Regions from separate parts of the Sus scrofa genome. Here region 2 is linked to region 1. The links are chromatin contacts, called in public Hi-C maps. All regions are on one chromosome and are shown on one strand. The core of a region is the stretch at or near the end of the contact, and the rest is flanking DNA. Distances in the headings are between cores, read along the strand shown.

Evidence for each region. Hi-C and Micro-C count contacts between places; a contact is called where the count stands out from the background.
Region 2: a Hi-C map of fetal liver shows a contact between it and region 1, with 1.7 times the contacts expected there. The contact joins the promoter of ABCG4 here to the promoter of HYOU1 in region 1. A contact is called at or near these places in 1 of 5 promoter capture datasets (fetal liver), 3 of 47 Hi-C or Micro-C datasets (epiblast stem cells, fetal liver and skeletal muscle) and 1 of 2 datasets of contacts at active chromatin or transcription factors (alveolar macrophages).

What each region holds. Positions count from the first base shown.
Region 1 is chr9:46,273,914-46,278,468 of Sscrofa11.1, forward strand. HYOU1 (hypoxia up-regulated protein 1) reads right to left here and starts at 3,143. Exons shown (of 25, transcript XM_021062954.1): 1 at 3,034-3,143; 2 at 1,977-2,074; 3 at 1,678-1,771; 4 at 1,418-1,496; 5 at 1,111-1,265; 6 at 913-989; 7 at 431-612; 8 at 72-187. The coding sequence starts at 2,067.
Region 2 is chr9:46,362,855-46,366,846 of Sscrofa11.1, forward strand. ABCG4 (ATP-binding cassette sub-family G member 4) reads left to right here and starts at 1,692. Exons shown (of 15, transcript XM_013979467.2): 1 at 1,692-2,330; 2 at 3,048-3,312. The coding sequence starts at 3,075.

The DNA of each region.
Region 1 (4,555 bases), core at 1,893-4,392:
TGCCCCTCCAAGGAGAAAGCGCTGACCCGAGGGTATATCAGCAGGCAGGCCTCCTCTGGGCACCTACTTACCCCACTCCCCGGATCTGCAGCTGTGGCTGCACCCCCGAGTCCTTTGTCTTCACTGTCTGGTAGGTCACGATGGTGCACACGGTGCTGCCCGCGCCCATATCGTAGAACATGATGTTCTGCAGAGACATTAAGGCCACTGTCACAGGAACCTTATCCAACTCCAGGATGCCTGCCTGCCTGCCTGCCAGCCACCCTTCAAGGGGCTACGCTGGCTCTCAAATGAAAGCCAAACAGCTCCAAAGGGGGCTGAGAGAGGGTCACTGCCCCATTTTGTCAAGGACTAGCCACGCAACTCAGCTGAGTGGCCTCTATCCTCAGACTCAGCCATCCTGCAAGTCTGGTCAAACTTCCCGGCTCACCTGGGCTGTGGTGTTGATATCTTTCCTGCGGAAGACACCGTAGCTGAGGGCGGTGGCTGTGTTGTCATTGATGAGCTGCAGCACCTTGAGGCCAGCCATGCGCGCAGCCTGCAGCACAGCTCGGCGCTCCGCCTGATTGAAGAAGGCTGGCACGGTGATCACTGCGTCCTTGATGGGCTGCTCTACAGGGGCCAACAGAACAGGGGGTCCCACCAGCTCATACCTTAGACAAGGGTTTCCCAGTCTCAGCACAACTGATGTTTAGGGCCAGATAATTCTTTATTTTGAAGGGCGGTCCTGGGCAGTCTAGGATGTTTGGCAGTGGCCCTGGCTTCTTACTAGATGCTAGCGGCAGTAGCTCCCCGGTTGTGACAACCAAAAAGCATCATCAGATATTGCCAAATGCTCCCCGGGAAGCAAAACTGCCTCCATTTGAGACTCTAAGGACCCCGGCTGCCAATGGCCCCACCCTGGCCACTCACCTGCAAAGTCTTCAGCCAGAGAACGCGAGTAATTGAGAAGCATGCTGAGGACCTCCTCAGGTGAGAACTGCAGCTGCCTGGAGGAGGGGGCGGTCAGCAGCAAGGAAAGCCAGGCGTCAAGGCAAGGACAACGGGGGCACACGCCAATGGGGATCCCGTCAGACCCACAGAGCCCACCTTCCCCAGCAGGACACTCACGGGCTGATTTGGAAGTACACAGTCTGCCTCTGTGGGTCGAAGCCTAGCTCGTGCTCTGGGAAACGGGCTCTGTAAAGAGCCACATGGGGGTTATTCTCCTGCTTCCCCAGGAGATGCTGGAAGTAACGCAGTGTAGCCTTTGGATTCTTGATGGCCTAAGAGGTAAAGGAGAAGCAGAGCATTAGGCTCCCAAGCCTAACATCACTGATCTCATACCCCAGAGACCGATCAGGGAACAGGCTCCGGGGTCAGTCATCCCCTCTCCTCTGGCCCTTGCTTCTGGCAAGGGGGTGGGCTGCTAGCTCACCATGCTTGCTGCACTGTCTCCAAAGAATCTTTCATTCTCTTTCAGGGTCACAGTCACTGGGGTTTTCCTCCGGGATTCCCTGAGGAAAAGAGACACTGAGATCAGATGCCCAACGGCAAGGTGTGTTCTCAAGAGCCTCCATACCCCACATACAATCAATCATGCAGACACCAAGGCCTGTTGAGGGCACCAGAAAGAATACATGGCAGCTTGGGGTCCAGACTCCCTCTTTCCCCACCCAACACTGGGGCTGCCCTCACTTGTTCAAGACAATCTCCATAGGCACTCCAGGTTTGACAATGGCCACCTTCATGGACTCGCTGCCCAGGTCCACGGACATCACTGCCAGTGTGTCTGAAGGGGAAACAGATTTGTCAATTAGCCCCCTTTCCCCATCTTCCTGAGGGCCTGCTCATTAAAGCACCTTCCATGGAGAAGGTAGGACAGAGAAAGACAAAGGTGTGGGTCCAGCAGCTCAAGACTGCAGAGGCTTCCCACCACACATCACTCATCCTTCACTCATTTATGTCTCTTTGGATGCCTCTGTTGGGGTACACACCACTCAGCGCCAGCAGGTCTGCCAAGAGCACAGCCATCAAGGCCCAACAGGCTAGCCTCCTCGGCCTCTGCCTCCTGACCATGGCTGCCATTGCGTCCCTGGGGGAGGAGAAAAACAACACCTGTAACTAACTGGATGCCCTGAGTAAGGAGGCAGAACCTCATCCAGAACAGAGAAGCTTTAAAATTCCTACCTCCTCCATCCTCACCCAGGGCAGGGCAGTCTACATCCCTTCCCCTCCTTCCTAGTGAGAAACAAGCACTCTCATCGTCCTCAGAAGTACCCACACAAAGGCCCAGGTGAAATGACATGAGTCCTGAGCTAAAGCCACTACATCCCTAAACAGGGAAGGTAACAGAGCAGGAGGAAGAAAACCAGGGCCTTCCGCCCACGGCAACCAGCGCATTCTAGCACTGTCCCTGATGTCAGACACCTGGGGGGCGGCCAGAGATCCCGGCCCAGGGCTCAACTACCTTCCCACACCTGGGGGCCCTCCGCTGGCGGGGAAAGCCAGGTCGGGCCTGGACAGGAACTGAGAGATGGTGACGTTGGGGGAGGAGGAGATGGAAGAAGGGCCTGTCTCATCAGCATCCCTTCGGGTTGTCCGGCCTGTCCCCCTTCTTCATCCCATCCCGGGCCCAGCTGCCTACACAGACGCTGAGTCTGGAACGGTAAGAGTCCGGGACGGACGGGTACCGAGTCCCCCGAGTTCACCTGCCGAAGGCGGTGGCTCTCACTCCCGGAAACCGTCCCTAGCCCACCCCTAAGGTGTGTGGGCGGCCCGAGGACCGAGCTGCGGGGCCAAGCTCACCGGCGTCCGCGCGGCCCTCACTCCCGCTACCGACCCGCCCCCGGAGCTAGCACGTTACCTCCCCTAGAAGGGGTGGTCGGTCCCCATCGCCATCCCCACCCCCTCTACCTTCTGCCTCCGCTCCTATGGCCCCAGCTCTGGGACAGACGCACTGGCGGACGGACCCACGAGGCTGGCAGAGCACCCCTCAAGCCCGCGCCCTTCACAACTCCCCTCGGTTTGCAAACTGTTACATTAGCCACCCACCTCTCGGCGGCGTCTCGCGCACCAGCCGGCCCGGGACGCGGCGTGCGCTCATTGGAGCCTCCGCCGCCCGGCCCTGCGCAGCACGCCCTGTCCTTCCCCCTGCCGCCCCGGCGCGCGCTCCCATTGGGCCACGTCCTAGGCCCGCCCCCTCCTCCGTCTCCAGCCCCTGCCGGGGAGGCAGCGAAGGGGCCAGTCAACCAGTTGGAAGAAAACCGCCGACGCCGGCTTCCGATTGGCCCACGTCATACGGCTCAGCGTCGGTCCTGGTGCGATCGCGGGACCTTTCCGGCTGCCTCGCTGGACGTCTGACTGCCCGGGTCGCGGGTAACCGGTACCTGGAGCAAGTGGGCGCAAAGATGGGCCCGCACTTGGCCCTCTCTTCCGGTCGGTTACCTGGGAACCCCGGCGGAGGAGCGGGAGTGACCCGCATCCCCTCCGCAGCCAAGCGGAAGAGGCGCTCTCTAGCTGGTCGGTATTGAACTGCCCTAGGCTTTGGCTGGAAATCAGAGAACCGCTGCGCTTCGGGCGTAGACCACCCCGACCTCCCTTCGTTTATTTTTTTAAAATGTGGTTTTTATTTTTCCATCATAGTTGATTTTCTTTTCGTTTTTTTGAGGAAAGTAAAACCACCAAAACAGATGCTCGCTGATGGGTCGGAGATAATGCTTGTCTTAGTGGCCGAATTTGGCCTAAACTCTTTTCTAATTTGTATGAGAAAGAATATTCCAAACTGCAAAACGCTATACACAAAATAATTTTACTTGTAATTGGTTAAGCACAGATACACCACCTCCTGTTTTTCTTCAATTAAACTTGTGCACATCCCTTTTTTTCTCCTTCGAATCAAAGCACCTCGGCAATTATCAACGCTCCTCACTCCTCTCTGTCCTTTACCGACCCATAGAAATGTATTTGGTCCTTGAAGAGCGCACTTTATTTTCTTTTCCCAGTTTTATTGAGATGAGCATACTTTTCTTTAATGTGAATATCGTTTGCTTCTCTCCTCTCACAAAATTGATGTCTGGCCTCCTTTCATAAAAGGTTCTCATGAAGGCCCTGGCAGTGACAGCTAGGGTTAGGTTAAGAAACCCTTATCTGTTCCTTTCCCTACATTTTTCTTGTTGATTAGGGAGAGAGAATTAAATTTCTGTGTCTCTTCTTCTTCTTATTTGGCCACTCTGGCAGCGTGTGAAGTTCCCTGGCCAGGGATTGAACTCAAGCCCCAGCACTAACCTGAGCTGCTACAGTAACAATGTTGGATCCTTAACACTGCTCTGCAAGGAAACTCCAGAGGATTCTACGCTTAGAAGATAAATCTTTCAGTACCAGGGAGAGGTCTATTTTTCTTCCCTTTAAGAATAGTTCAGGGGAGTTCCCATAGTGGACCAGTGGAAGTAAATCTGACTAGGAACCATGAGGTTGTGGGTTCGATCCCTGGCCTTGCTCAGTGGGTTAAGGATCTGGTGTTGCCGTGAGCTGTGGTGTGGGTGGCAGATGAGGCCTGGATCTGGAGTTGATGTGG
Region 2 (3,992 bases), core at 442-2,941, 87 kb after region 1:
TCCCAACTGAGCATGTCCTCTGGGGTACATTACTTAGCCTACCTATGCCTCAGTTTCTTTATTTCTTTTTTTCTTTTTAGGCCTGCACCTGCAGCACATAGAAGTTCCCAGGCTAGGGGTCAGATCGGAGCTGCAGCTGCCAGCCTATGCCACAGCCACAGCAATGTGGGATCCGAGCCGAATCTGTAACCTACACCACAGCTTACGGCAATGCTGGATCCTTAACCCACTAAGGGAGGCCAGGGATCAAACCCACATCCTCATGGATACTAGCTGAGTTCTTTTTTTTTTTTAGAGACTTTATTTTTTGTTTGTTTGTTTGTTTTTGTTTTGTTTTGTTTTTTGCTTTATCTAGGGCTGCTCCCACGGCATGTGGAGGTTCCCAGGCTAGGGGTCGAATCGGAGCTGTAGACACCGGCCTACACCAGAGCCACAGCAACGCGGGATCCGGGCCGTGTCTGCAACCTACACCACAGCTTGCGGCAATGCCCACTGATCAAGGCCAGGGATTGAACCCGCAACCTCATGGTTCCTAGTTGGATTCATTAACCACTGAGCCACGATGGGAACTCCGAACTCCTCTTTATTTCTAAAGAGATGTTGAAATACCCTCCTCATAGGGATAGTGTGAGCATTAAATGAGATAATGCAACTCTTGGGGCGGGAAGTCCACAGCAGAGCACTGGAGGTTGGTGCTCTGGAGCATGGGGTCGAGGGTGGGGGAAGGTAGAGAGAATTGGACCTAACATCTGTATAAAGGAGTTCCTGTCATGGCGCATCAGAAACGAATCCCACTAGGAACCATGAGGTTGTGGGTTCTATCCCTGGCCTCGCTCAGTGGGTTAAGGATCTGGCGTTGCCATGAGCTATACTGTAAGCCAGTAGCTGTAGCTCTGATTTGACACCTAGCCTGGGAACCTCCATATGCCGCGAGTGTGGCCCTAAAAAGCAAAAAAAAAAAAAAAAAAAAAAAACCAAAACAAAACCAGTGTGAAATTCTGCCACAGGATGGGGCCTGGAAATGTCCTGCAGGGGCCGCCAGCCTCCAGGCTGCGGAGAGGCTGGTGGGGCAGGGGGAGGGGAACCAGGAGGGGAGAGGTTTGACTGCTAGTAACCTCTCATCTGCTGCAGTAAGAAGAAGCCTCAGCGGTGGCAGCATCACCAGCAGCGTCCCCTCCCATCGTCTCTGCTGTGTGACAGGTGGGAACTTAAAAGCTCAGGTCACATGTCTCAGTCAGCTAACCTACTTACCCCTTGAAGACTGGGGCCAGGGCAGGCAGGGGCCAAGAGGAATTGCCTGAGAAAGGAGCAGAGCAGGAGAAAGCCTCAAGAGTGCTCTGGGGATCTACATTTGAAGGCTTGTGGGATGAGGGAGAGAAGGCACGCATGTCAGTGTTCTGGGAGCCCTGTGTGTAGGCCTTGGCACACAGGTGCCTCCAGCATCAGGCATTGCCTGTCTTAAGGGCCCGAATTTGCCCGGGAGAATAAAGATTTCCACCATCAGAGCAGGCTCAACTCTGGGTACCAGTTTAACCTTGGAGCTAGCTGCCTGCATGCTCCGCCAAAACGGCCACCTTCCGTCCCTTTTAAACTAGTCTCTCCCTGAGAGAGGGAATGGCTTGGGGGGAGGGCTGGGGGCGGGGTGCGGTTGTGGGCTGTGGGGGTGGTAGTATGGAGGAGGTTCCAAGACTTGCTTTCAAAGCCGTTTTATCTAGTTTGGGGATTCGAGGGCGGAGGTGTGTGTGCCTGAGCTCAAGGGCCAGAACTGAGGGAAATCGATGGGGGGGGGGGGCAGTGCAGACAGTCTGACAGCTTCGCAATCCCTTGAGAGTGATGGAATCTGTACCCCCTCCCCCATCACCATTGTATAGTCTATAATCCAGGAAGCCGTCCCCTCTGAGTGACTTCAGTTCTCCTTTCCTCACTGCCCCCAAGTCTGCCCTTCGCCACCAGTCCCCAGTCCTGGGTCCACAATTGCACCAGCTCCGGCACCCTGCGTCGCTGGCTCGGCTCTCCCCTTCGCCATCCTCGCTCCCAGCGGACTGAGGGGCGGCGCGGGCCCTTTAAGAACAGCGGGACCCGGGAGCAGCAGCGGAGCAGAGCGCAGTCGCCCGGCTGGTTCGGGAGGACACAGCGCTGAGGGGCTCAGGGAACCGGGTGTGCGCGGCCGAGCGGAGTAGGGGCGCACCGCAATCACCCCTTCCCAACCTAGTCATCTCTCCTCCGACTTGAGGCCCGGGCCCTCCCCTGTCGCCTGCCCCGCCCCGGCCCCGCCCCGGCCCGGCCGCCGGGACCGGGAGCCGGGACGCCGGTGCCGCAGCCTGAGGCAGGTAAGGAGGGCCCAAAGTCTCCATCCTTGGCCCGTGGCCGCGCTAAGCATCCCGGCTCCAAATCGGCCCGGGAGCGCGTCAAGGTGACCAGGCACGCGGGAGGTGAGAGGAAGTGAGCCCGCCTTGAGGGGCTTAATTGGCAGTGGGGGTTTTGAGTCCGGGTGGTGCGCCGATCTTTGGGGAGAGCCCAGGTCCCGCGGACCCAGGGGCGCCGGCGGGAGGGGCCGGCCGGGGCGTATCTCCTAGGGATGGGGAGGGGGACGCAGCGGGAGGCTCAGAGCCTGCTCTTCCACCGCCTTTGCCTGGTCCACCCTGCGCTCACCCTGCTACCCTGACCTCCCAGCAGGCAACCTCCGTCGGCCACCCCTTCTTTTTTCCCCTCCCCCATCTAGTCCCCAGGGGCTGCTGGCCTGCGGGGTAAGGAGATTAGAGCCTCGGTGGGGAGGAGGGAGCGGGCGAGGGCTTTGAGGGACCGGGCTGGGGCCAGGCTGGGGCTGGGGCTGCCCGGGACCGAGGAGAGGTGTGGACTGAACGTTGCTGCGCGGGAGTAGTGGTCGGCGGAGGGCAGGTGCTCCGGCGGTGGGCTGTAGGATGCTCCCAGTAGCCGATCTACCCCGAGGAGGCGGGGACTGGGGGCGAGGGCAGCATTAGAAAGCAAGGGCGCTTTGAGCCAGGGATCGAGGTCTGCCCGAAACTGAGCAGGCCCTCTTTCTGCAGGCCGGCGGCGGCGGCGGCGGCGGCGTGATGGCGGAGAAGGCGCTGGAGGCTGTGGGCTGTGGACTAGGACCTGGGGCTGTGGCCATGGCCGTGGCGCTGGAGGATGGGGCGGAGCCCCCAATGCTGACCACGCACCTCAAGAAGGTGGAGAACCACATCACCGAAGCCCAGCGCTTCTCCCACCTACCCAAGCGCTCAGCCGTGGACATTGAGTTCGTGGAGCTCTCCTATTCCGTGAGGGAGGGGCCCTGCTGGCGCAAACGGGGTAAGGGAGCAGCCTGGTGGAGAGCATTGGGCCCCCAGGAGCTGCCCCTTTGGGAGCCGGAGGCCTGGGTGTCCCCGTTCTGCAAATTCTGCAGGATGGGGCCCACTAAAATGACCCCTCACTCACTGTGGGCACAGCTGAGGTGCCACGGTCTGCACCGCCCCTACACCTGTAAGCACTATGGGACACTAGATTCAATGGGTTATTGAAACTTTCCTCTTCTAAGTTGACACTATCACCTCTGGTCCTTGAGGAGTTTTCCTTCTTCCTTCCAGGGTAGACTCCTGTCTTTGAGGGCTGGCATGGAATGTGGGGGCTGTGTTGTGGGGGTTGTCCCCAGCGGTGAGCAAAAATCCTTGTACCTGTAGAGCGCTGCTGATTTTCAAAGATGTTCTCATGCCTGTCTTACTTCATTCTTGCCAAAGAACTCCAAGGCAGGGAGGGTGAAGGTTTAGCAGGGTAGATGACATCCCTCTGTTACTAATAAGGAAACTGAGGTCCAGAAAAGTTGAGCAACTTGACAAATGTCACACATCTAGTAAGTGGCAGTGCTGGGACCAGAAGCCAGGTTTTCCAGCTCTCCGTGATTCTTTTCTCTCTCATAATTTCCCTGGTACAGCATTCCCCATCTCCTCCACATTTCTCACCTCAGAACGGGTGGGTAAGGTCTGGCTGGGGCT